Linked DNA regions of Mus musculus: all the other regions are linked to region 3. Evidence: chromatin contacts called from public HiCAR-type, HiChIP or PLAC-seq and promoter capture Hi-C data. All regions are on one chromosome and are shown on one strand. The core of a region is the stretch at or near the end of the contact, and the rest is flanking DNA. Distances in the headings are between cores, read along the strand shown. Region 1 holds the start of Nsun5 (NOL1/NOP2/Sun domain family, member 5). Region 2 holds the start of Plod3 (procollagen-lysine, 2-oxoglutarate 5-dioxygenase 3). Region 3 holds the start of Prkrip1 (Prkr interacting protein 1 (IL11 inducible)). Region 4 holds the start of Rhbdd2 (rhomboid domain containing 2). Region 5 overlaps Col26a1 (collagen, type XXVI, alpha 1). Region 6 holds the start of Hip1 (huntingtin interacting protein 1). Region 7 holds the start of Col26a1 (collagen, type XXVI, alpha 1).

What was found. Promoter capture Hi-C pulls out the DNA fragments that hold promoters and counts their contacts. HiChIP or PLAC-seq counts read pairs in DNA pulled down with a chosen protein or histone mark. HiCAR-type assays count read pairs that join an accessible place to other places.
Region 1: a promoter capture Hi-C map of liver shows a contact between it and region 3, with 2.9 times the contacts expected there. The contact joins the promoter of Nsun5 here to the promoter of Prkrip1 in region 3. A contact is called at or near these places in 2 of 39 promoter capture datasets (both in liver).
Region 2: a promoter capture Hi-C map of pre-B cells shows a contact between it and region 3, with 5 times the contacts expected there. The contact joins the promoter of Plod3 here to the promoter of Prkrip1 in region 3. A contact is called at or near these places in 4 of 39 promoter capture datasets (the C10 cell line, embryonic stem cells and pre-B cells), 5 of 115 datasets of contacts at active chromatin or transcription factors (the 230-238 cell line, large pre-B cells, memory CD8 T cells and 1 more) and 2 of 9 other capture datasets (adipose tissue and liver).
Region 4: a contact with region 3 is called in a promoter capture Hi-C map of erythroid cells, with 6 times the contacts expected there. The contact joins the promoter of Rhbdd2 here to the promoter of Prkrip1 in region 3. A contact is called at or near these places in 1 of 39 promoter capture datasets (erythroid cells), 1 of 484 Hi-C or Micro-C datasets (CD4 T cells) and 1 of 115 datasets of contacts at active chromatin or transcription factors (astrocytes).
Region 5: a contact with region 3 is called in a RAD21 HiChIP or PLAC-seq map of pro-B cells, with 20 times the contacts expected there. The contact joins the enhancer-like site here to the promoter of Prkrip1 in region 3. A contact is called at or near these places in 19 of 39 promoter capture datasets (the 3T3-L1 cell line, the C10 cell line, the HPC-7 cell line and 8 more), 4 of 15 datasets of contacts at CTCF or cohesin (the NIH/3T3 cell line, embryonic stem cells, large pre-B cells and 1 more), 68 of 484 Hi-C or Micro-C datasets (the AML12 cell line, B cells, the Ba/F3 cell line and 41 more), 25 of 115 datasets of contacts at active chromatin or transcription factors (the 230-238 cell line, the NIH/3T3 cell line, the SCID.adh cell line and 15 more) and 4 of 9 other capture datasets (adipose tissue, embryonic stem cells, liver and 1 more).
Region 6: a contact with region 3 is called in a HiCAR-type map of embryonic stem cells, with 2.9 times the contacts expected there. The contact joins the promoter of Hip1 here to the promoter of Prkrip1 in region 3. A contact is called at or near these places in 1 of 39 promoter capture datasets (liver), 1 of 484 Hi-C or Micro-C datasets (CD4 T cells) and 1 of 115 datasets of contacts at active chromatin or transcription factors (embryonic stem cells).
Region 7: a contact with region 3 is called in an H3K27ac HiChIP or PLAC-seq map of embryonic stem cells, with 5 times the contacts expected there. The contact joins the promoter of Col26a1 here to the promoter of Prkrip1 in region 3. A contact is called at or near these places in 6 of 39 promoter capture datasets (cranial neural crest, embryonic stem cells, hippocampal neurons and 1 more), 1 of 15 datasets of contacts at CTCF or cohesin (large pre-B cells), 2 of 484 Hi-C or Micro-C datasets (cortical neurons and nephron progenitors), 5 of 115 datasets of contacts at active chromatin or transcription factors (embryonic forebrain, embryonic stem cells, forebrain and 1 more) and 1 of 9 other capture datasets (embryonic stem cells).

The regions. Positions count from the first base shown.
Region 1 is chr5:135,368,020-135,371,930 of GRCm38.p6, forward strand. Nsun5 (NOL1/NOP2/Sun domain family, member 5) reads left to right here and starts at 1,934. Exons shown (of 10, transcript NM_145414.2): 1 at 1,934-2,057; 2 at 2,172-2,294; 3 at 3,222-3,396; 4 at 3,479-3,587. The coding sequence starts at 1,965.
Region 2 is chr5:136,984,853-136,988,650 of GRCm38.p6, forward strand. Plod3 (procollagen-lysine, 2-oxoglutarate 5-dioxygenase 3) reads left to right here and starts at 2,167. Exons shown (of 19, transcript NM_011962.3): 1 at 2,167-2,951; 2 at 3,265-3,356; 3 at 3,483-3,619; 4 at 3,720-3,798. The coding sequence starts at 2,834. It overlaps Znhit1 (zinc finger, HIT domain containing 1), which reads right to left and starts at 2,052. Exons shown (of 5, transcript NM_001310747.1): 1 at 1,959-2,052; 2 at 27-197. The coding sequence starts at 1,980.
Region 3 is chr5:136,196,496-136,200,411 of GRCm38.p6, forward strand. Prkrip1 (Prkr interacting protein 1 (IL11 inducible)) reads right to left here and starts at 2,459. Exons shown (of 6, transcript NM_025774.3): 1 at 2,280-2,459; 2 at 1,285-1,363. The coding sequence starts at 2,405.
Region 4 is chr5:135,631,168-135,634,915 of GRCm38.p6, forward strand. Rhbdd2 (rhomboid domain containing 2) reads left to right here and starts at 1,487. Exons shown (of 4, transcript NM_146002.2): 1 at 1,487-1,751. The coding sequence starts at 1,574.
Region 5 is chr5:136,751,944-136,756,111 of GRCm38.p6, forward strand. It overlaps Col26a1 (collagen, type XXVI, alpha 1), which reads right to left. Exons shown (of 13, transcript NM_001346699.1): 6 at 2,972-3,070; 7 at 2,250-2,402. Among named protein-coding and RNA genes, the nearest start is that of Myl10, 60 kb to the left of the region's middle. Within about 2 kb of position 2,723, at least 22 of the 459 cell types and tissues checked have an H3K27ac peak or open chromatin away from gene starts, as enhancers often do. A contact at or near this core is called in the 230-238 cell line, DN3 thymocytes, the P5424 cell line and 3 more, where this site is marked.
Region 6 is chr5:135,542,823-135,546,743 of GRCm38.p6, forward strand. Hip1 (huntingtin interacting protein 1) reads right to left here and starts at 2,300. Exons shown (of 31, transcript NM_146001.2): 1 at 2,115-2,300. The coding sequence starts at 2,234.
Region 7 is chr5:136,881,122-136,884,995 of GRCm38.p6, forward strand. Col26a1 (collagen, type XXVI, alpha 1) reads right to left here and starts at 2,094. Exons shown (of 13, transcript NM_001346699.1): 1 at 1,729-2,094. The coding sequence starts at 1,886.

The DNA of each region.
Region 1 (3,911 bases), core at 684-3,183, 830 kb before region 3:
AACTTGTCCAGCAGAGGGCAGAAACATTTCCTCACATATTTAAACGTTATCACTGGGGCCTTCAAACATCTATTAAAAACAATGCATTTGACATTTTTCTCATTAATTATTACTACTACTATTTTAATACTTATTTTTATGTAGGTGAATGCTTGCGGGTGCTGTGCCCACAGAGGTGTCATGACCGGAGTAAGAAGGTGCCTGGCAGGCGCTGCCAAGGCGTCCCCTTGAGGAATCACGCGATAGGCCTAGTATAAAGTTTGTTGGGAAAGGAAAGAGAGTGGGGACTTGGAAAAGGGTAGAGGGAGGGAAGGGGGTGGGGCAGAAAGAAGAAGAGACAGGCGGGCCAGGAACACGTGGGGACAGCGAGAGTGAAAGGAGAGGAGACTTGGGTAGTGACTAGCAGTCCTCTTCAACACTGCTGCTGTACCTGGCAAGCCGCATAAGTGGCAGCCGATGACGCAAGCTGTTGCTAAGTTGCTATTGAGCAGAGCCTAGCAGAATTGTCTGTAAGCCAACAGTCAGAAACTATGGAATCCCTTGGAGGTGGCATTACAAAAGGTTTTGATTGCCTAACATGTCTGGGAACAGTATGTGCTCTTAAGGTCTGAGCCACCTTTCTTAGGCCCAACTACCATTATTTTGATTGTCTCATGTAGTCCAGGCTGGTGTGAATTGGCTAGCCAAAGATGACCTCAAATCAATCTTTCTTCCTTTCCTTCCTTCTTTTCTTAAAAGATGTGAGAAGAGGGCATCAGATCCCCTTATAGATGGTTGTGAACCACCATGTGGTTCCTGGGAATTGAACTCAGGACCTTTGGAAAAGCAGACAGTGCTCTTAACCAGTGAGCCATCAGGAGCGTACCATCATGCCCGGTTTATACAGTGGAAGGATTGGAACCAAAGGCTTTCTGCCTGTTAGGCAAGCCCTCTATATAGATTGAGTCCCATCATTGGTCCTCCTCATCAATGTTGAGAATTGATCCCAGGGCTTTGCACATGCTAGGCAAGTGCTCTACTCCGAGGGACAATGTCTGTCGGCCCTATTAAACACCCACTTTTTTTTTTTTTTTAAACAATCTACTTTTTCCAGCGCTAGGGTCCCAGAGAGCCACATTTACTAGATGGGTGTTCAACAACTCCAAGCACACCAGTGGATTCTAGGCAGGTGCTCTACCACTGAGCCACGCCCCCAGCCCCTCCCTGGGGGATTCTAGGCAGGGACTCTACCACTGAGCCACGCCCCAGCCCCTCCCTGGGGGATTCTAGGCAGGGGCTCTACCACTGAGCCACATCCCAACCTCTCAGTGGAGGCATCAAGGCACGTGCTTTATTACTGAACCTTTCATCCGGTCACAGGGAGAGGCTGACACAGGACTGCTAGGAGAGTCTGCGTAGCCTTCTGAGTTCCAAAGTCTTAAAAAAAAAATTAAAAACTACAAAATAGCCTGGCGTGGTTGTGCACGCCTTTAATAAAAGCACTTGGGAGGCAGAGGCAGGCGGATTTCTGAGTTCGAGGCCAGCCTGGTCTCTACAGAGACAGCCAGGGGATACACAGAGAAACCCTGTCTCAAAAAAACAACAAAAACAAACAAACAAACAAAAAAAAAACCAATCCACAACAACAAACTACAAAATAGCTACACTGAATTCTAAAAAGAAAGTAGACTTTTTTCATTCTACATACAGGACCTCATTATGTAGCTCTGGCTGTCCTGTAACTACTTAGACCTAGCTGACCTTAAACTCGCAAAGATCCTTCTGCCTCTGTTTCCCGCGCGCTAGGATTAAAGGCGTGAGCCAGCCCGCTCGGATTTAGAGCCTAAGATTAATTTTTGGACGCTGAAAACGGAAAGCAGCGAACCCTTTGACTCCGGAAATCCGGTTGTACAAATTGTTGCGGCGGCCGTAAAGCCAGCCCGAGTTTTGCGACAGTGTCGTAGAGCGCTTGAGGCGGGGAGAGCATGGGGCTGTACGCGGCCGCCGCGGCGGTGCTGGCCGGCGTGGAAAGCCGCCAGGGCTCCCTCAAGGGGTTGGTGTATTCCAGCAACTTCCAGGTAGTGAGGCCGGGGGCTGGCAAGCCGGGCTGGGGAGCGGGGCTTGTCCGGGCGGGAGGGCGAGGCGAGGCGAGGCCCGCGTGGGGTGCAGCGGGTGTCCCCTGTGTCGCACAGAACCTGAAGCAGTTGTACGCTCTGGTGTGCGAGACGCAGCGCTACTCGGCCGTGCTGGACGCTGTCATCGCCAGTGCTGGGCTCCTTCGCGCCGAGAAGAAGCTGAGACCGCACCTTGCCAAGGTGAGCGGCGGCCAGAGGCTGTTACCCGTGCGTGGCTCTCACACTTCTTTCTGGGGTCCCAGTTGAGCTGGGTCAGATGTGACTCCCCTTGGAGCATTGCAGGAAGGGCTAAGTAGGACGAAGGTGCAAACTAGTAGTGGCTGAGGCTACCTACCGGACAGGGTGATGATGGCAAGGTCGGTCGGGGTCCAGAGCTCTGCTGGCGACCTGGGGGGTGGGGTAGGGTGGGGAGGGGGAGCTTCAGGCATGGGGCAGGACACGGGGTTTGCAGATGGCATTTGCTCTCGTCTCTTTACCCGCCTGCCTGGATGCCTGTCTTTTTGTAATGCTGGGAGATTGAACCCAGAGTCTCCAACAAGCCATAGAAGAGTTCTCCCACTGAGTCACACCCACAACACCTCATTGGACAGCATCACTAGACAGATGCTCTATTTTTGAGCAGTACCCCCAGCCCCTCACTGGGGGATTCTAGGCAGGTGCTTATTGCTGAGCTGCAATCCCTATTTCTTCTCTGGTGGATACTAAGCAAGCTTCCTACCCTACTGCTGAGCCACCGCCTCCGTTGCCTCCTCTTCCTTCTCCCCCTTTCGTCCTCTTCGGTCTTTAGAGACAGGCTTTCTCTGTGTCACCCAGGCTGTTCTGGAACTCACTCTGTAGATCAGGCTGACCTCGAACTTACAGAGAACCGCTTGTCTCTGCCTCTTGAGTGCTGGGATTAAAGGCACCATTACCCAGTTAGCTTGTAGTTTTCTTGCTTATGCATCTGATGTTGCTGGCATTATGGACATTTGCCCTAACATCATGCCATTAATTTCTTTTGTGATCTTGGGCAAGAGAACTCTATTGACATGACCATCTGGACAGGTACCTACTTCTCCCACTGGAGGGTTTTATGGTGTTAATAGTTTTGTGTTTTTTCCTGTCCAGGTGCTAGTGTATGAATTATTGCTGGGGAAGGGGTTTCGAGGGGGTGGAGGCCGATGGAAGGCTCTGCTGGGCCGGCACCAGGCAAGGCTCAAGGCTGAGCTGGCCCGACTCAAGGTTCATCGGGGTGTGAGCCGAAATGAGGACCTGTTGCAAGAGAGCTCCAGACCTGGCCAAGGTGACTTGGAGGCTGAGGGGCGGGAGGGGAGTGACCCTCAGAAGGCTCACCTCCCTCCCCACTTGACCACTGTGACTTCTAGCCTACCAGGTACCACGGTTCGTGCGTGTGAACACGCTCAAGACCCGCCCTGAGGATGCAATCGATTATTTCAAGAGACAAGGTTTCTCCTACCAGGGTCGGGCTTCCAGGTAAGAGCTGAACATCGTGCCCGGGTGCCTTCATTTTCCTCTGTGTCCAGGTTCTCAAGGAAGTAGGAGTCTGTTAGAGGGGAGACTAGGTGTGTGTATGTGGGATAATCACTGCTTTCTCTGGATGTTTTTCCTACTTTCCCAACAGAATTTTCTTTGTTTTTAAGAAAGATGTTGCTTTTAAGTGGTGCACATGTCTGTGCATGGGTGAGGGCATGTGCCTGAGGAGGACATTGGACTGCTGGACACGGTGCTAGGAACTGCACGTAGGTCCTCTGCGAGAGCAGTGTGTCTTCCTAACTGCTGAGCCACGTCTCTGGCCCT
Region 2 (3,798 bases), core at 917-3,416, 790 kb after region 3:
CTCCTCCTCCCTAACCCCCATCTCACCTGTGTCTGCATCATCATCAAACTGAGGTAGCCTCTTGCCCAGCTGGGGGAGGCCGGCATGGGGGTCATCCTGGAAGTTGTCATTCTCCAATGCCTCCAGCTGTCGGTTGATCCGCCGCTGCCTGGCTGCCCTGTCCAGCACCCGCCGCTGTCCAGGGTCCTGGGAGCGAACTAGATGGGGCAAAGAGAGTTACCGGGGTCAAGACAGGAGGAAAGTTGCACTGCCGTTGCCTAGAGCCCCAGTCTCCTCGCCTCGGCCCCTTCATTATGCTGTGAGGAATTCCCAGATCTTCACCCTGCTTTCTTCCAGCTTGGCAAGCTTGTTTCGGCCCTTTATGCTGCCTCTAAGTCCTCCCAGTCCCAGCAATAACTGGAGACACAATAAATTGCAGCTGGAGAGAGGGCTCAGTGGTTAACAGCGCTCCCTGCTCTTGCAGAGTGCTACAGCTGTTTCCAGGACCCAGGACCAGCAGCCATGAGGGTGGCTCACAACTTTCTGTAATTCCAACTGCCTCTTTTGTCCTTCATGGATACCTACACTCACCTGCACAGAGCAGCACACATACACAAATTAAAATAAAGAGCGCCTTTGAGAATTGACACAGTATTGACTTCTGGCCTCCATATTCTCAAGACCTGTGATTCAGTAGGGCAAAATCCAGTGTACATTTCTAGAATGTTCCTTCAGCCTGAGACGCATGCCTGTGCCCTGTGACTGCACCGACTACCTTCCTTGGACTAAAAGTCTCCCCAGTGTGGCTCCCAGATGTCCCCCTATCTTGTTGGATATATTTCCTATCCCGACATTTTGTCTCCTCTCTTGCTCTCGAGGCTGCTTCTGCCTGTCCTTTTTCTTTAATTGATAGCGCTCTTTGGCCTGTCCCTTTCTCACCCCCACAACCTTCAATAGGATCTCAGGAAGCCCAGGCTGGCCTGGGATGACCTCCTGTGCACAGCCACACCAGGCTTATGTGATGCTGGGGATGGAGCAAGAGTTTTGGGCATGCTGGACAACACCCTATCAGCAGGGGCTCATCTCTGACCTCTTTTTCTTGTATTTCTATCTTTCTTCAAAAAGTGCATTTATTCTGAGTGTTTCTGTGCACATGTAGGTGTTGCAGTACACGTGCAGAGATCAGAGGACACTGTATGGAAGCCTTTTCTCCTATCATGTGGATCCTGGGGACTGAACTCAAGTAGTCAGGCTTGGCAGCAAGCAACTTTACCTACTGCATGCACCATCTCACCTGCCCATTCCTGGTGCTGGGTTTCCCATAACATGCCAGTCTCAAACCAGAACTCCCCCAAACCACAGACTTCAGGACTACAGGACACCAAGAGGCTGAGGTCCAGCCTAATTTACATAGGCAGCCTAGGCTACATTAAAAAAAGAGAGAAAGGAAGGAATGAAGTGTGTATGTTCGTGTGTGTGTGTGCACGTGTTTGTGTAGTACCCAAAGCCAAGCCCTTTGATTTCCTAAGTTTCTCTGTTCCCTCCATCCAACATCCAGAAGCTGGAGGAAAGTGGGGCGATGGTGGCGCACGCCTTTAATCCCAGCAGTGTAGAGGCAGAGGCAGGCAGATCTCTGTGAGTTCCAAGCCAGCCTAATCTACAGAGCTAGTTCCAGGACAGCCAAGGGTACGCACCCTGTCTCGAAGAAAAAAACAAAAAACAAAAAAAAAACAAAAGCAAAACAATCCAGAAGCCGAGGTGAGTACCACTGCTCATAGCACCCGGGCTTTGGAGAGACAACACATCCTCTCCATCCCCAACGTCTGCTGAAGCAAGCAGTCACAAAACACGAATTAATGGTTCCGAGACTGCCCCAACACTGAGCGAAGGTAATTGACGTGAAAAGCTAGGCGGGGAGATGTTAGGCTGAATTTGAACTTGGGAAGCACAAAAGGGCGAACCACTCAAGGCTCACATACCGGCGGGTTTCTTCTCCACCATTGGCGCAACACAGTTGACAGAAGAGCCTACTGCGCACGCGTACTAACCACCGACCCTTGCTCTGAGCACACCCCTTCCGGTGGCGTGCACACATACGCGTGCGCAGTCTTTCCCCTCCCGCTTGAAGTCATTACGTGATGTTCCCTTGGAGATCAGCAAGCTTTCGCTTTCCGCCATCTTTGATAGGGGCAAACCTAATTCCGGTCGCATTGTGGTTACCCAAAAAAAAAAATCTGAGAGCCGCCTGCAAATGGTCACTTTTTAAAAACTGGCGTGGGTGGTCTTTAGGGGAGCGCTCTTGTCCCTGTGCCCTTTGCATCCCCGGTGCGTGTCCCCGCGCTGCGGGACAGGATAGGCAGGTTCGGTGGCTTTGTTGAACCCAGACCCACGAGGATGTCCGCGCGATCCCGCCTCCGGCTTCCCGGCCCCTCCGGGCCCGTCGCCCCCGCCGCGCGCCACCCCAGGCCTTGCTGTCCTGTGTTCCTCCGGGTCAGACTTGTGGTCAAGACCCGCCCCCGCGTCGCCTGGACCCTCCTCAAAAGGTCACTTCCCCTCCCGGGGGGATTCGGTTGCTCCGGTGTGAGTCAGGCAGTGCCCAGGACCGGACCCTCGGCTCCTCCCCACCCTCCAGCCCGCGCCCGCGGGACAATCCTTGCCTTGTCTCGCCGTCTGCATCTCGGGTTTTCGGTGGCCTCGGGTTACGCCTTTTTTCCAGGGCGGAGTCCCGAGCACAGCTCCTCCTCTCAGCGGGCTCGGTTTCCCCTTTTCCCAGAATCTTCCCGGGGCGTCGGAATCCAGGCGCTCAGCTCAGCGCCGGTGCGGGCCTGGGTGTAGCCTAAGCGTGCTGCTAGCCATGGCTGCGGCAGGCCCGGAACCCCGGCTTTTGCTCCTGCTCCTGCTGCTGCTGCCGCCGCTGCCCCCCGTAACTTCTGCCTCCGATCGACCCCGGGGCGCCAATGCTGTCAACCCAGGTGAGAACCCGGGCGGCCAGTGGGCAGGGTCGACACGTCCGCCAGCCTGGAAGGGAGTGTCCAGCCTTCCCAGTGCATTAGCCTCTCATGCAGAACTTGGGGTTCCAGGCTCCCCAGACAGACAGGAACACCCCAGCCCCCATTCGTGTATGTTACTCTCACCCGACTCTTCTGGAGATCAAATGTGCTGAAAGAACTTTAGTGAAGTAATATGGAGGTGTGTGTGTGTGTGTGTGTGTCGGGGGTGATACAGAGGGATAAACACGTGGGACACTAAGCCGTGTCTTAAGTGCCAGTTCTCTGGCTATGACAGACAAATTGCTGGTGATCACTGTGGCTACGGCAGAGACAGAGGGGTACCGGCGTTTTCTGCAGTCTGCGGAGTTCTTTAACTACACTGTACGGGTGAGTGGGGGGACCCATGGGAGAAATTCCAGCGGGAGAGGGCAGGGGTCGTGGGGGTTGGTCCTGTTTCCTCATCTTGGCCAGCTGAACCTCTTCCGCTGCGTGGGGGTGGGATCTTTCCTGCAGACCCTGGGCCTGGGACAGGAGTGGCGAGGGGGTGATGTGGCTCGAACAGTTGGTGGAGGCCAGAAGGTCAGGTGGCTCAAGAAGGAAATGGAGAAATATGCAGATCAGAAAGACATGATCATCATGTTTGTGGACAGGTAAGGAGGGCTGGGGTGGAAAGAGTGGGAAACTGGTTATGGAGAGAGAAAAAGAGACTGAGGTTCCTCCTGGCTCTCGTCTTCCCCTTTTCTTGCCCAGCTACGACGTGATTCTGGCAAGCAGCCCGACAGAGCTGCTGAAGAAGTTTGTTCAGAGTGGCAGTCATCTGCTGTTCTCT
Region 3 (3,916 bases), core at 1,209-3,708:
AGGCTGGTGAGATGGTTCAGTGGATAAAGGCACTTGCTGCCAAACCTGAATTCCATGGTGGAAAAGAACTGACTCCTCTGACCTCCACAGGCACCACGGCGTGCACAAGCACATGTGCACAAGCACACACAAATAAAATCTTTAAAAAGCATAAGATGTCATTTCAAAGAATGAGAAAATCAGGTACAATGGTTCTGCTGGCTAGTTTTATGTCAATTTGACACAAGCTAAAGTCATAGGCGGATCATACCTCCAGGAGATCTGCCTGTAGGGCATTTTCTTAATTAGTGATTGTTGAGGAGGGCCCAGCCCATTGTGGGTGGTGCCATCCCTGGGCTGGTGGTCCGGGTTCTATAAGAAAGCAGGCTAATCAAGCCAGTAAGACACCCACCATGGCCTCTGCATCAGCTCCTGCCTCCAGGTTCCTGTCTTGACTTCCTCCAATGATGGACTGTGATATGGGAGCCCTTTCCTCCCCAAGTTGCTGTGGGACATGGTGTTTCATCACAGCAATAGAAACCCTAACTAGGACAACGGTGGATGTTTCTGATGCCAGCACTTAGGGGGCAGAGGCATGAGGAGTATGAGTTCAAGCACAGCCTGGTCCACACAGTGAGACCCTACCTCAAAAACAAAACATCGTATTGAAGAGGGGGCCTGGAGCTCTTCCCTGCCCAGTCCGTTTGTCTGATCATGTGACACTTTAGCAGCTTTTAAAGCCTCTGAATAAAATGGTTTAACCACAAGAAACAAAACAAAACCAAAAGCATAACTGGGAAACCATTATCTACTGTCAAACCATAAAATAGCAAGGAGTGCTGTCTCCTGTAAAGACAAAATAGTTTTCCATATATATAATAGAGGGCACCTGATCGCTTTACAGATGGTTGTGAGCCACTATGTGGTTGCTGGGAATTGAACTCAGGACCTATGGAAGAGCAGTGTTCCTAACCACTTAGCCACCTCTCCAGCCCCAGACTAATTTTCCTATCAAAGATCTAGTTGACAAGAAAAGAAAATAGTGTTTCATATTTCCCCTTAAAAACTATAAACCCGGGGCTGGTGAGATAGCTCAGTGGGTAAGAGCACCCGACTGCTTTTCCAAAGGTCCGGAGTTCAAATCCCAGCAACCACATGGTGGCTCACAACCATCCTTAACAAGATCTGACTCTCTCTTCTGGAGTGTCTGAAGACAGCGACAGTGTACTTACATATAATAAATAAATCTTTAAAAAAAAAACAAAACAAAAACTATAAACCCCTGACACCCATAAGAGACATTACCCATGACATCTCGGACAAATTCTGGAGGCGCTCGAGGAGCCCATTCATTCATTTTCTCTGGAATTGGAACTGCTTTGTCCTGGAACAGTTAAACAGAAAAGCATCTATGAACATACACTTGCTGAGGAAGGTACATCCCGTTTGACGATCTCAACTGAGCACGCTTCTCAAATCTGGAGCTGACTGAGTGTAGTTCTGCTGCCCTGGCCTTACTTCATCCACTACACCATGGGGTCTAACGTGGGCCAAAGTTCTCCTGCGCTAAACAAGTCTGGAATCTACGTCACTAAGAGACGAGCCAACCTCTTCTAGTCAAAGATATGAGCTGTCTGTTTTACGAGGCCCATTGAAGAGGTAAAGAGTGATGTGGTCCAAATTTGGCGTCCAATGCTTCTTTAATAATGGCTGCTATTTGGAGTTGTACACTTTTGCTAAGACATCGATTCTGGGTTTTGTTGGTTTCTGAGATAGGTCTCACTGTCTAGCTGATCTGAAACTCACTACGTAGACCACGCTCGCCTCGAATTTGTAGCAAACTTCTGGGGTCAGCCACCAGAGTGCTGGGATAGCAGGTGTGCACCACCATACCCAGCTCCCACCGCTTTGGTTCATATATTAAAATAGAAAGGGCTGTGAAGCAATACTGAATAGTAGCGCAGGGCTGTCATCCCAGCTCGTAGGGAAGATAAGGTAAGAGGAGCCGGGATGCGAGGAGCCCGGATGCGAGGTCTGCCTATCTTACAAAGCCGATTCGGTACGGAACGTGGACAGCACGAGCAACGCCATGATACCGCAAACAGCAAACTAAGAAAAAGGAGGGTGTGGAGGGCTGGGCAGCGCCTTCGTGCAGCTACGCTGTAGGACAAGAACAGGAGCGAGGCTCCCTCCACGGGGCCGCCCTCTCCGCCCCAGGGTTGCTCTAGGGGGACTGAATGTAGCCTTGCTCGGTCTGGCGGCGGGGTGAAGGGACTGCGCCTCGGCCCACTTCCACTCACCGGGTTCTTCATGAGCCGCTCCAGCTTGAGCTTCTGCTCCTCGGCCGCATTCTTGGGGATGACCAGCGTCTGCGGCTCTTTCTTGGGCCTGGGCGGTCTCACAGAAGCGGCAGCAGGACTCGCCATAGCCGCTCTCCTACTCCTTTACGAAAGCTGCCGGCGGCCGCTCGTATTGATGACGACAGAAGAGCGCGCCAACCGCGCACGCGCACTCTCAAACCCCCGGGGGGAGGGGCGCTCTCCTGAGGCGCATGCGCACTCTCTCCTCGGAGGTACGAGGCAGTCCTAAGCAGCTTGCTTGAATATTCATGAACGCGAGGTCAGTGTGGTTTATTTTGATCATAGCACTTTAATTTCATTTCCTGTTTCAAAACAAATCAGGGCTGCCTGATTCTCACATCCGGAGAGGAAGAGACGGCCTTTAGTGATGATGAGTGGGCTGGCCCCAGGCGACGTCTCAGGTCCCCAAGGACTTCGCACAGCTTGCTCTGGGACTCTTGGCACGTCCCTCCCAGTTTCGCTCGCTCCTGGGCTTTGTCTTTTTTTTCCGTTTCTTTTTTATCTATTCTACTTTCTCCCTACCCCACTCTCTCTTCCTCCTCCTCCTCTTCTCTCCCCTTCTCCGCCCTCTCCATATCGTCTCCTTCCCTCCCTCTTTTCCTTCCTTCCTTTCCTTTCCTTTTTTTTTTTTTTTTTTTTTTTTTTTTTGTTTTTTTGTTTGTTTGTCTTGTTTTTCAACACAGAGTTTCTCTGTATATCTCTGTCCTGGAACTTGGTTTGTAGACCAGGCTGTCTTCGAACTCTCGGAGATCCGCCAGCCTCTCACACCCCGATTCCTATAATAATCTTATAATCTCCTTTGTAACTGAACTCTTAAGACAGACCCGATCTCCTTGGCCACGCTGAAAGTACAGCGCCACCAGTCGAGCCTGAGTATGTGAGTCTGTTTTAGAATAAAGGAAGTTGCCATTCCAATCTACCTGACGAGGAATTAACTTCAAGTCTTTCACTTGAAGGTGAAAGTAATGGAGAATGATGGAACTGCGGCCTTCTGGTGGTGGAGTGTTTTGTTGACCATGCGTGAGGCACTGAAGTAGCTCCCTATAGTAAAAGATGTTAAGAGCCAGCAGTGGTGGTGCAGGCCTGTAATCTCAGCACCCAGGGAGTTACAGGCAGATGGATCCCTGAGTTCAAGGCCATCCTGGTCTGTAGAGAGAGAGTTCCAGGACAGCCAGAACTACACAGAGAAAGCCAGTCTCAAAAAACAAACAACAAAAAAACAAGCAACAACAAAACAAGCAACAACAAAAACCCAAGATGGTAACAGTAACATCTTGTAGGCAAGGAAACTGAAACAAGTCCTTTATTAGAAGAAGCTTATTAGAATGAAAGGGCCTCAAAGCTGACTGTTGCTGGAGATGGAGGGAGAACAATAGACAGTACAGTATATGGATCTCTGAACGTGGTGGGGCCTTAAAGGGAGCAAGAGGCTTCCCTTTGGAACCTGGAGAGGAGCTTCATTAAAACTGGAAGGAAGGCCGGGCAGTGGTGGCACACGCCTTTACTCCCAGCACTCCGGAGGCAGAGGCAGGCAGATTTCTGAGTTTGAGGCCAGCCTGGTCTACAGAGTGAGTTCC
Region 4 (3,748 bases), core at 237-2,736, 570 kb before region 3:
AGCACTTGTAGCTCACAAAGGATACTCTAGCTGTTCACCAGAAATAGCTTTGCTCTGCAGGAAGCGCTTTTCAAACTGCAAAAGGCTAAAGCAAAGTTTAGCAAAAGCGTCATGGCGTACGCTCATAGCGCATGTATAGTAGCTCTAGTGTCCCTTCAATTGTCTCCTTCCCCGCCTCCTCTTACTTTATCTCCAGTCCAGCTCCAGAAAGTGCTGGCTCTGTCTTCTTGGCCAATTCAGGCAGGAAGAACCAAGTTTTAATTCTTTCTTTGCTATTGAACTGTATCCCTCAGGGATCCCCATAGACTCAGTTTCCTCTTTGGCAGGACAGAGACAAACACAAGTCTGTGGGAGAATAGGGCTCCGTGGTCCTCACGACGTCATACCATTACAGTGAGAAGGACCCGGCTGAAAGCATAGTTCAGTTGGTAGCATGCTGGAGTCCCTGGGTTCGAGCCTCATTACTGCATAAACTGAGGGAGGTGGTGCACATCTAAAATCCCTGCTTTCTGGAGATGGAGACCCAGAGTTCAGAGTCAAATTTGTGTAAAAGCCAAAAGCAAGAGGAAGAAATGTTTTTCAAGACCCCTCTCCCTCAATGAGGATCTACTAGTAGTTAATGGCTGTTGGGAGGAGAGACATTTGCTCCTGAAAGCGACTTTAATGAAACTCACTGGGTCGCAAAAATTTAAAAAGAAAGAAAGAAAGAAAGAAAGAAAGAAAGAAAGAAAGAAAGAAAGAAAGGAAGGAAGAAAGAAGGAAAGAAGAGAAAAGAAAAGAAACATGGAAGCAAAAGAGAAACTAAGATGGGAAGGCAAGAGGGGGTAATGGAGCCCCGATAAAATATGATCAAAGTACATTATACACATGTAAGAAAATGCCATAATGAAACCATTACTTGGTATAATAAATATAGGTTGATTAAAATTTTTAAAGGGAGCCTTTGAGATGGCTGAGAGTAAAGGTGTTTGTGTGTGCACCTCCACACCTTCTCTCACTGAGCCAAACGCAAATAAAATCTAAAAAAAAAAAGAAAAGAAAAAAAGAAAAATAAAAAGGGCTAAAGAGATGACTCAGTGGGTAAAGGCACTGCTGCCAAGCCTGATTACCCAAGTTCTATTCCCAGGACCCAGAGGTGGAAGGAGATGATAAACTCAACCTTAAGTTTTCATCTACCCTCCACGCGCGTTGCACGCACATGCCCCTCTCTCACACTCAAACAGATGTAATCAAATGTTTTTTTGGTTTTGCTTGTTTGTTTGTTTGTTTGTTTGTTTGTTTTTAATTAAAAATCAAGAAGAAGGAAGCTGAGGTCTAGGCAAGAATACTCCTGAGGCGGCAGCCCGCACAACACCCGTAGGTAAGCTGGAACTACAACTCCCGGCCTCCTTTGGGCGGGTAAGAGCGGAGGACTCCACGGGATTGGGCCTTCCCCCACCCCCACCCCCCCATGGGGCGGTGCTTGAGGAGAGGCCAGTCTTCCGCTGTTGCCAGGGGAGACCGCCGCAAGGAGGCGGAAATTGAGGAGGGAGGCGGGGAGTACCGAGGCCGCACGCTGGAAGGGCTCGCGGCCATGGCGGCCCCGGGCCCCGCGAGTCGCTTCTGGTGCTCGTGTCCCGAGGTGCCCTCCGCCACATTCTTCACCGCCCTGCTCTCGCTGCTGGTGTCGGGCCCCCGCCTGTTCCTGCTGCAGCCGCCTCTGGCGCCCTCGGGGCTGTCTCTGCGCTCCGAGGCCCTGCGCAACTGGCAAGGTGAGAAGAGGCGGGGCGGGGATGGCGCGCTTCCTCAGCCCGCAGACTCCCCGGTCCCTGATCTCCAGCCTCACTGCCAGCCAACCCCAGACCTCCGTGCCCACCACCATTCTCCCCACTTGGAGCTCCAGCATGTCTTGTCCAAAGCCGGATCATTTCCGCCAACTCCTTCTCTACCCACAATCGCCCCCTTCCATGTTACCCCAGATCCATTCATTCTTTGATCTCGAGGGTGAACACACTTCCTAAGCCATTCACGTTTTATAAACACAAACCCCATCTGCTGACGGCCCGAGCCCCACAGGAACAAACCAAACGTTTCTCACCTTTATCGTGACAATTGTCTACTGTCAACCCAATGGATGGCTTTTCCTCTTGACTCTAGAATTTTCTGCTGCGTCTTTACCTTAATCCTGACTCCTAATCCCAGCTCACAGAAGGAGCTGGTAAAGTGTTTGTTTTCTCAGAGGAGAGAAATTTCTCAAACTAATTAAGTCTGGTAATCATCCCTTTGTAAAAGACAGGATTCTTAGTCTTTGTTTCTTCCTCATTCTTTCCTGGGAAATCCCTGTTGCTTCTAACGTTAACAGAGGCCTGCGCGTTCATTTCATGTAATCCTCGCTGTGATTTCATGACAGGCCATATTAAATTGCCTGTTTACCAGAAATTGAGGTTGAATACAGAGATTCGCAGAGCTAACACATCATAATATTGAGATAGGAGCCCCGCACTTTGTTTTTAGTATGGTGATTTAAAACTAGGGCTTTGGGTATATAATCTCCACATCTTTAGATAGAGGTATACATATGTGACACATTATTTATATGCTTGTGTGCACTCTTGTGAAAGTCAGAGGACAACCTGACCGGAGTCTTTCTCTTCTTCCCCCATGTGGGTCCTGGGAATCAAACTCGGGTCTTTGGGATTGGCAGGACCTACCTCAGCCTGTTGAGCCATCTCGTCAGCTACCTAAATCTTAGAGAGTTGTATGTAGAATTTTTTCATATTTACCAGTAAAATTTCAATTTGGGACATATCCAGCAAATAACCAAACTTCTGGAGATATTCTGATAGGATGTAATGGTTTCCTGCTTAAAGCTGAAATTTTCTTTTCCCCCTTTTTTGGATACATGTAGCACTTACAGTCAGCTAAATGCCAGTGTAGACAGGCACGCACTCTTTTTCTTTCTGGGTTTTTGTTTTTTGTTTTTGTTGTTTTGTTTGTTTTTGTTGGTTTTGTTTTTTTGTTTTCGTTTTGTTTACTTTGAAACAAAGGGGCTTGCTATTTATTTACACCAGTATGGCCAGGCTTCATTATGTAGTCCAGGGTAGCCTCAGAGCCATGATCCTCCTGCCTCACCCTTCTGAGTACTAGAACACAGACATACATCACCCATCACCATGCTCACTTAACCATATTTGTCTGAGCATGGGCTCCATGAACAGGCAGAGAAACAGTACCTTTAATGCCAGCACTAGGCAGGCGGAGGCAGGCGGGTCTCTGAGAGTGAGCCCAGCTTGGTCTCCATAGGGAGTTCCAGGACAACCAGGGCTATATAATAAGACTCTGTCTCAAAAAAAAAAAAAAAAGAAAGAAAGAAAGAAAGAAAAGAAATTAGAGCCCTGTAAGTACCTTGCTACCAATCGTGAGAACTGGGGACCTACGTGGTAGAACTTCTGAAGGTTTTTCTCTGATCATGTACTCCCATATACCCACAAATAAAGACATATAAAAATGTAAAGTATGTATGTTAGCCATTACTTGTATTGGGGGGAAGAGTATAAACCAAATATGGCAGACACTTGTAGTCCCAGCACTCAAAAGGCTGAGGCAGGAAGATTGTGAGTTCGCAGCTGGTCTGGGCTACATATCAAAACCTTGTATCCCCAAAAGAGGCTCGATGTGGTGTCTTACACCTATAATCCCAGCCCCCAGGAACCAGCCTAGTCTACACAGCAATGTATACACCAGATAGGGCTGCATAGGGAGACCTTGT
Region 5 (4,168 bases), core at 1,473-3,972, 560 kb after region 3:
AAACCCCAGCACCACCATAAAAGCTGGGAGTGGTAGTGCTTGCCTGTAACCCCAACACTGGGGCACGGAAACACCAGACTTGCTGGGTTCCCAGTCAGCAATCAGCAAGCTCTAGAGTCAGCAGGAGACCCTGTCTCAAATAATAAGGTGGAGGGCAACGGTGGAAGACACTCAATGTCAACCTTTGGCCTTTACACACACGCACACACGAACACACACACACATACACACGCACATGCATATACACACATGCACTCACGCATGCACGCACACACGCTTGCACACACACTCATGCATGTGCACACACTCATGCATGTGCACACACACAAACACACACACATATACACACATGCACACACTCACGTGCACACTCATGCACGCACACGCACACGCGCGCATACACACACATGTACACACACTCACGCATGTGCACACACACTCATGCACGCATATACACATGCACACACACTCACACATGTGCACACACTCACGCACGCATGCACACACAGACACGCACACACCTGCGTACCCGAATGCATGGACATGGGGTGAGGGCTCCTCCATTGGACTCCTGGTGGCTTAGGGATATATTTATTTCAGTGGTCATTAAGGTCACTGCCCACTCTTCAGCATCATATGCCTTCTCCCTAACTAGGAACATTTCTTCAAGGGAACCTAGGCTACAGACCAAGTCAGAATGGGCTTCCTGCCCCGCCAGGCACCCTTTGAGTGCACCGAGATTCCCATCATGCCTTGGGACAAGCCCCCTCTTACTGCAAGCGCTCAGAAACTATGCGTAAATCTCCAGAGTGGCTCCCTTAGGAAGTATGGCCACCCAGCTTTACAGCTGGGGAGACTGAGGCCAGGATTCAGAAACCAGTGCCCAGGGAGGTTTGTGTTATGTATATGGGGTGCTGAACAGGAGTCTCCTCAACCCTGTTTCCATAACAACAGACCCATACTGTCAATCATGTCACCAACCCATCCTCTTCTTCAAGATTTTATTTTTGGGGGCTGGCAAGATGGCTCAGAGGGTAAAGGCACTTGCTACCAAGGCTGATGACTAGAGTTTGATCCCCAGAACCCACATGGTAGAAGGAGAAAACACTCCCACTCTGACCTCTACACCTAAACTCTGGCATGTCCCTATCAATAAATAAATACAACAAATTTACTTTAGTGTACTCTTCTTTTTTGATGCAATTTATTTTTGAGGTATTGGAGATTGAACCCCAAGGCTCATAATGTACTATGTACTATGTAAGTATTCTACCACTGAGTCACGCCCCCAGCTCCTCCCTGGGGAATTCTAGGCAGGGGCTCTACCACTGAGCCACGCCCCCAGCCCCTCCCTGGGGGATTCTCGGCAGGGGCTCTACCACTGAGCCACGCCCCCAGGCTCTCACTGTGGGACTCTAGGCAGGGCCTCTACCACTGAGCCACGCCCCCAGCCCCTCCCTGGGGGATTCTCGGCAGGGCCTCTACCACTGAACCACGCCCCCAGGCTCTCACTGTGGGACTCTAGGCAGGGCCTCTACCACTGAGCCATGTGCCCCAGACCTACTTTTTTTTTTTTTTAATATGCTTTTTTTTTTCCCTCTTGAGACAGGGTTTCCTTGTGTAGCTGAGACAGGTCTTGAGTTTGCTGGATATCCCAGACTAACTTAAAGCTAGCACTGAGTCTACTGTGTCAGCCTCCCAAGCCCAGCTCCTCCAAGGTTTTTAAATCACCCCAGGGCTAGGGTTAAGGTGAGGTTAAGATCAGGGTTAAGCACTTAGCCAGACCTGCTCCTCCTTCAACTGCTCTCCTCTGCCTCCCTCTGGTCCCTGAGACCCAGAGTCTCTGACCCCATGCTCTGCGCCCCCACAAAGCAGGTGTTTTATGTGGTCTGCGACTCACACAGGTCACACTGTGGTCCCTGAGAACAAGCAGGTCTCTGCCACTTTTGTGTCAGTAAACACCTGTTAGTATCTTACAGTGAGAGACCACAGGGAAGAAAATGTTTCAGGGGTGCTCCTGGTGGGGGAGCCTCGCCAGCTGCAGGCGGAGCCGGGAACCATCAGACCTGGTGAGCTAAGCCTGGGGCCAAGAGCAGGCTTGGAGGCGGTCTCCATGGAGCGACCAGGCCTCCTGTCCTGGATGATCCCTGATATTAGCGACTCTTAGCTTCTCTGGGATCCTTAGCGAAAGCTAGTTTCCCTCAACAGACAGTTTGGCTCACCCACCCCCGACCTGACCCAGCACTCACTCTCCTTGTCTGTTGGTGTCTGCAGGGAATACAGGACGCCTTGGGGAGTGTTTGGCAAGAGGCCAGGACTTCCTGCTGGGCCAGGAGGGCCTGGTGGACCAGGGCGCCCCATCTCTCCAGGGAGCCCGCGTGGCCCCGGTGGTCCCAAGAGACCTACAATGAAGAGCAGAGGCTTTAGGTGAGACCAGCGGCTGCGATGTTACAGACAAGGGAACTATGGCCCTGAAGAGGAGTGGCCAAGGACATTTGTCCAGTCAGTGACAAGTCTCCGGGCCCACAGTCCTCCTGGGAGGTCAGTGGGACATCTTCCTCTTTCTGGCACAGGGACAGCAGAGGGTGGACATGACAGAGTTAGGAGTGGGATCGGCACAGGCTCCAGCCAGATGTCTTGGGACTCGGGAGTAGTTTAACTCTGGAGCAAGGACAGAGCGTGAGCCAGCCCTGAGCAGGCATTGGAGCTCTGCAGCGCGCAGGGGATCATGGGATTCCTGCATGGGGTTTCAGGTGCTTGGAACAAACCCTGGGCCTTAGCAGCGCCATCCCCACCCCAAGGGTCCCAGTAGACTCTTGTCCTGCAGCACCTCTGAGATTGGGGAGAGGAGAAAGGTGAGAAGGAAGTAATAAATTTGGGGTAACAAGCAAGATTAAGGTACACAAAATGCCACCCATGCCCAGGTACAAAGCAAACTCCTGTCTCCACTCCAGGGGACAGGGCTCCTTACCTGGAGGTCCCACTGGGCCCTTCTCTCCTGTCTGGCCCTGTTCACCTTTGGAACCTGGAGGTCCTGCAGGTCCAGGTGGTCCCATCTGTCCTGGAGGTCCTGAGGAGAGAATTATGGGAGAACACTGTGGACTCAGATGCCATAGAGGCTCCAGTTCTGGTCACATGGGTTGTGTGCTCAGATGAGTGATAGGCAGGGGCTCTACCACTGAGCCACGCCCCCAGTCCCTCCCTGGGGGATTCTAGGCAGGGGCTCTACCACTGAGCCACGCCCCCAGCCCCTCACTGGGGGATTCTAGGCAGGGGCTCTACCACTGAGCCACACCCCAGCTCCTCACTGGGGGATTCTAGGCAGGGGTTCTACCAAGAGCCACGCCCCCAGCCCCTCCCTGGGGGATTCTAGGCAGGGGCTCTACCACTGAGCCACGCCCCCAGCACCCGGGTATACTGGTCATGAGAGTTGAGAAGTTGCCTTTCCCTGTCTGTGATCCCAATGACTGAGTTTGTTTTCCCCTTTTGGGTAAACTGAGCAGCTGAGAAGCATGGTCTTCCACTGCCAGCCACAGAGTCAAACTGTAGCTTGTTTTCTCAACATCCTTTCTTCCTGCTGTCTTCTTGCTCAGGGTCCAGAACTGCAGTTGTGGCAGCTGAGCCCAACCTTCCCTGAGGGTCTGCAGGGCCAGGCCTTCCCTCTTGAATCACTATCTCTTGAAATATTCTGGAGGCCTGAGTGTGCCACCACGGAGCAGGCCCAGTTATCCCAGCACTGAAGAGGCTGAGGCAGAAGAATCAAAAGTTCAAGGCTAGCTTGGGTGACATACTTTGTCTTACTTCTGAGTCAGCTGAGGGCCGTGTATGGAGCACAGCATTTAAAATTGCATTTGACTCTGGTCTGTGAGAGAGTCTCTAAAGAACCTCTTGCTGGAAAATCTCACTCAAGGAGGCAGGAAAACGCAGGAGTCACCATTAGCGGGGTGTGTCTGCCACCTGCTGGCCATGCCTGGAACTTCACTTTCTCTGATAAAGTTCCAATCAAGAGCATCAATGAGTTTTGAGACTATGTAACACAGGAGATTTGGGGCCTGGGATCAGGGGCATATGTGTGAACTCTAGAGGTGAATCCTGGGGTTCATCAGGAGAGGAGAAAGAGGGGACTAGATCATATTCCCAGGACCTCCAGGCACTTACCTAAAGTGTC
Region 6 (3,921 bases), core at 1,050-3,549, 650 kb before region 3:
AGCGACAAAACAAACAAATTAAAAACAACATCAACAACAAAACAAACAAAAAACTCAGCACTCAGGAGGCAGGAGGACCTCTGTGAGTCTGAGGCCAGCCCGGTCTATAAAGTGAGCTCCAGGACAGCCAGGACTGTTACTTAGAAAAACCCTGTCTTGAAAAACCAAAAAGAAAAAAAGGGGGCTGGGGGGAGACTTCCACAACTGAAAAGCTCTGCTATAGAATATCTCAGTGCTCTCTCTCTCTCTCTCTCTCTCTCTCACACACACACACACACACACACACACACACACACACACACACATACACACGGCTCATAACAAGTGTTCTACAGAAGGTAAAACTAGACACTGCCTACCAGTCTTCCTGTTGGGCAACTAGGAAAAATGTTACTTATGGCTGGAAACATTCAAGTGCCTCAATTCTATCACTCTGTATTAAGTTCAAACTAAAAAAAAAAAAAAAAAAAAAAAAAAAAAAACATTTTAAAAGTGATTTTGGGTGTATGTATATGGAGGGGTATTCATGGCACGGCTTGAGTATGGAGGTCAGCAGACAACTTGGACAAGTTGGTTCCCTTCCTGGGATGAAACTCAGGTGGCCAGACTGGTTGGCAGGAGCCTTTACCCCTTAGCCACCTCCGCTGGCCGTAAGCTCAAACTTTTATGTCTAACTTATTGCCTCAGTTTTAAGTCGGATGCTATAAAATAGCTCCAGTTTATTTTCTTCTTTCAGTTTAAAAATAAAAGAGGTTGGGGGGGGATATGAAAACTTTTTTTTCTTTTTTTCTTTTTTTTGGCAACAACGCCCAAGGTTCAAAAGATCTGAGAAATTTAAAAAGCTCCAAACTCTATAGACATTGAGAGGTAAGTGGACGGTGGTCTCTCTTTCCCCTCCCGGGGTACAACTACCCCATTTCCCCCCTCAGACACAAGAAGTGGACCCAGGGGTCTCAGAAACAAGAGGTGGTGTAAAGTCCCCTGGGGTGAAAAGGCTTTCTTCCGAGCAAGGTCCATTTATAGAACACACAGGCCCTCCCTATCTCTTCCATCTTTCCTACTCACAGAACACGACAGGGGACCTGCCTCTGGCTGAAGTCAACTCAGATCTTCAAAGTAGAACTCGGAGAGCCAGAGTAGAAGAAATCTACCGGCCCGGCATCCGCAGTGGGATCCGAGGAGTTGTACTCTCAGAAACAGATTTTACATACAGATGAACTGATGACTACACACCCCGAGCCTCACAACTTGATTCAGTCCGATCAATACAGCATGCATAAAAGCCTGAGGTAAAACTGGATAGTGGCTTTTTGTTGATAACTGCGGTGGAATTTTGGCCATCTGCCCTGGTCAGACCAGACAAATAAGGCAGGCGGTCTGCTTATTAGCTGTCAGGCATATTTTGGAGGGTGAAAGCAAAACCTCAAATCAGGAGTCTGAGTATCACTGGACAGCTTATGCCGGCACGCAAAGCTCTGACAATCCAAGCGCCTCAATTCCTACCCCAGGCTGCGCGTCCCCGTTCCTCCAAACCCCCGGGCCATTTTACAAGTTGGACCACACTTCACATTTCTTACGGTCCTTCCCATCACTCAGACCCCTTTGGCCCAGCCTCTGAGGCCAACAGCTGGGGCTGCTGAGAGCCAAGTTAGAGGCACCGTTGAGCGAGATGCTGGGAAGTGTAGGGAGAGTCAATACTAAAGTAAGGCGACCAGAGCCACCCTTCACACCCCCACCTTGGCGTTCCCACACTTGGCAAAAACCAAGCGACTTCCAAGTGCTTCCCCTATCCAGGAGCACCCTTCCGTCAGTCCCCTTTCAACTCCCTTTAGCCTCCCTTGTGACCCCTGATGGTGCTCACTGAGACCGTCCCCTCAGCCGCAGGAATCTGCAGTTCCCCAGAGTGCACCCCGACCCCTATGCCAGTGGAGATGCCCAGGTAGATCCCGAACCTCCCTGGGACCCGCCTAGTTCCCTACCCCAAAATGATTCCGATCGCAGCCACCTTGCCTAATTCCTTCCCGAGTCTGCAAGTCCCACTCCCTTCCAAGCCTCTCTTGCACCCTGCATCACTCCAAGTGCCCCAGGGATGCCCCAGGGTTCTCGAATCTCACCTGAGTCCGCTCGAAGCTCTCGCGCTCCGCAGCCTCCATCCCAGCACCAACTCCGCGGCGGCTCAACACTTTGGGCAGCGGGTTGGATACCTGCTTCATGGAGCTGGCCATTCGGTCCATGTTGTCTGGGTGAACAGAGTCAGGGGCCCTCGGCCGCCCCGGGATCCCCGCGGAGCCTCCCGCCCCTCCCTACCCGCGGGGATCCGGCGCTAACGGGGACAGATTCCGTCTTCCATTGGTTGACAGCGCTGTCCATCTCCCTCAGAACCCACCCCATGTTTCCAAGAGGCTTTTCCCCACACCCCTCTTCCCACTTCGGAGGCGCTCCGCTCACTTCACCCGCTGCCCGCCTCAGGGCGGTCCGCATACTATGACTGGTCTGAAGGTTTGTCCATTATCATTAGTGGGCAGGACCTGGTGGGCTGCTGTCCTAACCTGCCCCCTAGGCTCCGCCCCATAATCGATGCACCGCCTTCCAGGCCTCTACATGCACTGTCATTGGTCTGAAGACTTATCTGTCAACAGGCTGGCTTGATGGGCTGCCCTAACCTTTTCTTGTTGGCTCCACCCTACATCCGTCACTCTTCCTTTGTTCCCACCCCCCAGGACCATAAAAGCACTATGATTGCTCTGAAGGCTTGTCCGTCATGCTAGTGGGTGGGGCCTGGCTGCCACAGACCAGCCCTTGCTGACTCCACCCTACTTCGAAGCGCCACCTCCTGGGCCCTTCTCTGCTGCGGGTTTCTGAGCAGTAGGACCTGCGGTCCAGCCGGCGCCACGAGTTCCCGAGGGGATGGAAAGGCAGATCAAGGGAAGCATGGCTGCACACCATGCTTCACCGGCTTGCTGGGGAACTCTGCGTCAGTGTGGACCCGCGATGGCGGCCTTAGTGGTCCTCGAAGTCCCCTCCTCGTGCATTCCTTTCTGCCCGTTCTGGAGGACCGTTCTGGAGGGTCCCCAAATACTGGCCTGTGATTGCGAGGATCTCCCCAGAGCTTTCCAAACTTTGCTTCGTTCTCACCTTATCTCGGTAGAAACCCCAACAGATGCTCTTTGTTCAACTATGGTAGGGTCCACTCCTCCCATCCTGTTCTGGGAGCACCTACAGACTGGGAAGTGCTCCTCAGCAAAGAAAAAAGTTACAGGTTCTTCACTAACAGAACTAGTGGCACCGTTAAGCATTAAGCAATTTGATGGTGCTATCCATCTAGCTCTGCAATAGAAGCCAGTACAAGTCTCACTTGTACTAGGCAATGTTTTAATTAATGACAATATCAAACTCACTATGTCGCTGAGTCCCTTGAATCCCTGAGCCTCTTGCCTCTTCCATTCAACTGTTAGGATTATAGGCGTGGGCCTCTAGGCTTGACTTTCCTTTAACGTTTTACACACATTTTGTACCTGTGTGTATGTGTGGGACTGTGTTCATACGGCAGCACTCTGTGGAGGTCAGAAAGCAAATTAGATTCTGTTCTCTACCGTGTGGACCCCAGGATCTGACTTGAGTGATAGGCTTAGTGTAGCAACCTACCCACTGAGTGGTCACACCAGGGATGCTCTTTAAAAACAGTGTTTCAAGACGGGTGGTGATGGTCCACAGCCTTAGTCTCAGCACTCAAGAGGCAGAGGCAGATGGATCTCTGAGTTCAAGGCCAGCCTTGTCTATAGAGTGAGTTCCAGGACAGCCAGTACTGCACACACATGCACACCTACATGCACAAAGATAATATTTCACTAAAAAGTTGAGATTGGCTTTGAACTCCCAGAAATCCTGCCTCAGCCTCTTGAATGCTAGGATTACAGGCAT
Region 7 (3,874 bases), core at 844-3,343, 680 kb after region 3:
AAGAGTGAGACTCTCAATTCAAACGGCAGTTTTATTTTTTAAAGTACGTGTGTGTGTGTGTGTGTGTGTGTGCCCACGTGTGAGCGCAGTGCCCGCCCTCAGAGACCAGAAGAGAGCCTCAGATGCCTGGCGCTGGAGATATGAGCAAGGGGGTTCGTTCTGGGAGACCCACGCAGTGGACGCTGGGAACCAAACTCAGGTCCTATGCAAGAGCAGTAAGATAGTAACTTAATTCCTTAATCCTGTGGCGGTGTGAGGATCAAAATACACCGCGTGGAGCTAGTACAGATGCGAGGATTGGAGAGGTCGTCAAATAGGAAAGTTAAATTCGGTAAGATTAGCAAACAACTCAGTAACATATATTTGGGTGCGCTGCCTTTTCTTTGAGAATTCAAAAACCATTGAGACAGCGCTAAACCATCGGAGGAGGATAGCGCGCCACCTGGCGGTAGATGGAGAAGCAACGGACAGGTCCAGGCACTGAGGGCTGAGTGACCCCGCGCCTCCACCAAGCCCACTGCGGAGCCGTGGGATCGGGGTGGGTACCCTGTTCCAGTGTGAATTGGACAGCCAAACTTTCTTCGGCCGCCTCGACCCCCAAAGGCCGAATGGAATGGGCTCTCCAGTGTCGCCAGGCGACCGAAAGGACTCATGGCCTGGTAACTCTGGGAACTGTAGAACACAAAGCCAAGGCCGCGCAGGTGAGCCGGGCTACTCCGTGGGGACTGAACCCGGAGTCTTGTGAGTCCCGGGAGCTCCCTCTACGACTCCCGGATGCAAGTCGGTGCCATCTCCATTCGAAGCCCAGGGCCGATGGGCACAGGGCAAAAAAAAAAAAAAAAGGGAAAGGACGGGTGGGCGCGACCGGAGACCACCAAGTCTGAGGCCCCAGGTTTCCAGAACCCCTCTCACACAAGTTGGCTCCCCGAACTCTTTAGGCCCGGGGTCCCAGCAAATGATCACAATATCTATTCCCTCTCCTGCACCCGACCACAAGGCTCCTACGGTCGTGCGTTCCAGGCGTCCGTAGTCCCCAGGCCTGCGTCCTTAGCACTGGGCTACTGTGCCTCGGAGGCCACCCCACTGTTCCCCATCTCGCTTTCGGTCTCCGTGCCCTCAGGCCTCGTGGTACAAGTCCCGTGTCCTTTCTTCCCAATCACTGGACCACTTCGCCTCTTAGTCTCTGTGGTGCGTCCCCAAACACAGAGCACTCAGCAGGGGGTCACTGCGCCTTGGAGCGCGCACTGGCTCTAATTCTCACGCCCCCGTGTCCTGAATACCCCAACATCCAGCCACCACTCCTCGGAGTCCTCACTGTCCTTTGATCTAGTTCCTGCGCCCCCAGCCCCTAGCCATTACGCCTCAGAATCCCCACTGCCCGACGATCCAGCTCCGCGGCGCCTCAAACTCGATGCCTTTCGACCCCAACACCCAACAGACCTCAACTCCTCGGATCCTCTGTTGTCCCACGATCTGGCCCTCACGCCGTCGAGCCTCTGCTTCCTAACATTCGACCACCTTTTCTGTGGTCCAGTCCTTGGTCCGCTATCCCGCGTCCCCCAGCACCGGGCCAATGTTCTTCACAGCCCCTGATGTCGCTGGATCCAACCCTCCGGGACCCTGGCTCACTGTCCTGCGTTACTAGTACCCGGTCACGGCTCTTCCGAGCCCCCGCTGTCCCGGGATCCAACCATCGTGCCCCCAGGCCCGGCCACTGGCGTTACTCACCGGCGACTCGAGTAGCCGTTGCCGGGGGAGCCGGCGCCCTGCTCCGGGTAGCCGTGCTGCTGCAAGGCTGCTGCCGGGAACGGGTAGAGAAAGCCGGTGGCCAGCGCCGACCCGCACAAGCAGCAGCACGCCCATGGTAACAGCAAAACCAGCTTCATTTTGCACCGCTCTCCCGCGGGGACCTAGGGTCCCGGGAGCCGGGAGCCGATCAGGAGTGCCCCAGACCGCTGGACTGACCCTGTTGCCCCAGGCTGGAGCGCAGGGAGCTAGCCGGTGATGGCGTGAAGTCAGGGTCGGAGGTGGAAGTCGTCTTGGGGGGGGGGGGCGCCCACGCCTCTCCAGGGCCGCCTTTTCAAATTCGGCGAGGTGGGCTCTGCGCAGTCGAAGGGGGCGTGGGTCTTTCTTTTTAACCCTCAGCGGTCCAGGACTGAGGAGGTGGCTACCAAGCCGGGGGTACCCCCAGGGACACACATGTTTCCAAACACTAAATCTTACATTGTGGGCTCTTATACACATTTTGCACTTTCCATACCAAGGTGGAGGAGGATTTGGTCCCTCTCAGTACCCAGTCTTTGATCAAACACCGTGACACTGTGAGATATCACTATCTCCATTTTTCAGAGGTAGATCTTGGACTCAAGGAAAGTTAAGCAAGGTTCTGTGGTAAAAGTGTGTGCTACAGAAACCTGACACCCATATAAAAAGCCTGCCATGACACTTAACCCCATCCTTAGAGCCTCCAGCCCTGGGGCTTCTGACCGGGCTCAAGGTTCAGTGAGGGAAACCTTGAATGGAGGTAAGAAAACAAGAGGACTAGAGCCGGACACCCTATGTTACTCTCTAGCCTCAATTTACCCATGCACACGCGTGTGCATAAGCCCCCTCTCACACACACACTTAAGCCTAGCTTGTGTGGTAGTGACCCCTATAATCCCAAGGCTCCACATGCTGATTGTGAATTTGGGGCCAGCCTAAGCTTCATAGTGACAACAGTAACCCAGAAAGTACAAACGGGGTTCTGCATCTGATAGTAGCACCCACAGCACAGGCCAGTTGACAGCAATGTGGAATATTCTGGTCTTTCTCGTTAGTCACGGTGTGGAGGGAAGGTTAGAAGACAAGAGTATTTTCAAATCCAGGTGAAGAGGAGGCTGTGAGCTAACCATTTGTTGAATGTCGCCGGTATCCATGAGGCACACTTCAGATTCCTTTGGGAGGAGGCGCTGAACACCCCTCCCCATAAAGTGGGGGTCCTCCAAACCCTTCAGAGCCCGAGGGAGACATGGATGGGGGGTGTGAAAAAAGGTCCTAGGTCTAAGACGCGCATCCCATGAAGGGGCTATCTACTCTGTGAAGAGTAAACCCGGCCTCCGAGACCCATGAGAACTTGGGAAGGGTGGACATTCCACAAAATAAAACAGAGCCAGGCTGAGCACGGCAGTGCATATCTGCGATTCCAGTTCTAGGAAGTTGGAAGCAGGAGTATTGGTCAGCCTGGGCTACATCACAAGACTTGGTAACAGACAAAAGAACTAAGTTGGGATTGGAGGAACTCTCGGGAAGGGATGGGCAATTTAGGGAAGAAGGTAAAGAGAGTTGAGTGTGATATATTGGGGTACCCATGCTAGAAGGTACCTGTGAGTTATGTATCTATAGGACTATATTAGACCAGATAGCAAGTCAACAGAGTGGGTGGCTCACTCTTTCCTAACAACAGTCCTAAAGCCAGATGGTGTGGGAGACTATAATTCCAGCCCCAAGCAATAGGTACAAGACTTTGAATCCAGCCTAAACCATATAGTGAGAACCAGTCTCAGATGGGCGCAGGGTCGGGGGAGATTCCTGAAAATGTAGCTCAGAGTTCTTGTCCAGAATCCTCCCAGCAAAGTGCTGGGCTGTGGCTCGGTGGTAGAGCCCCTGCCCAAAATGCTCAGTGAGGGGCTGGGGGCGTGGCTCAGTGGTAGAGCCCCTGCCTAGAATCCCCCAGTGAGGGGCTGGGGGCGTGGCTCAGTGGTAGACTGTCCGCAGCTTATACAAGGATGTAGATCAGATCCCTAGCGCTCTCTCTCTCTCTCTCTCTCTCTCTCTCTCTCTCTCTCTCTCTCTGTGTGTGTGTGTGTGTCCTTAATCCTCTACTGCTCATGCT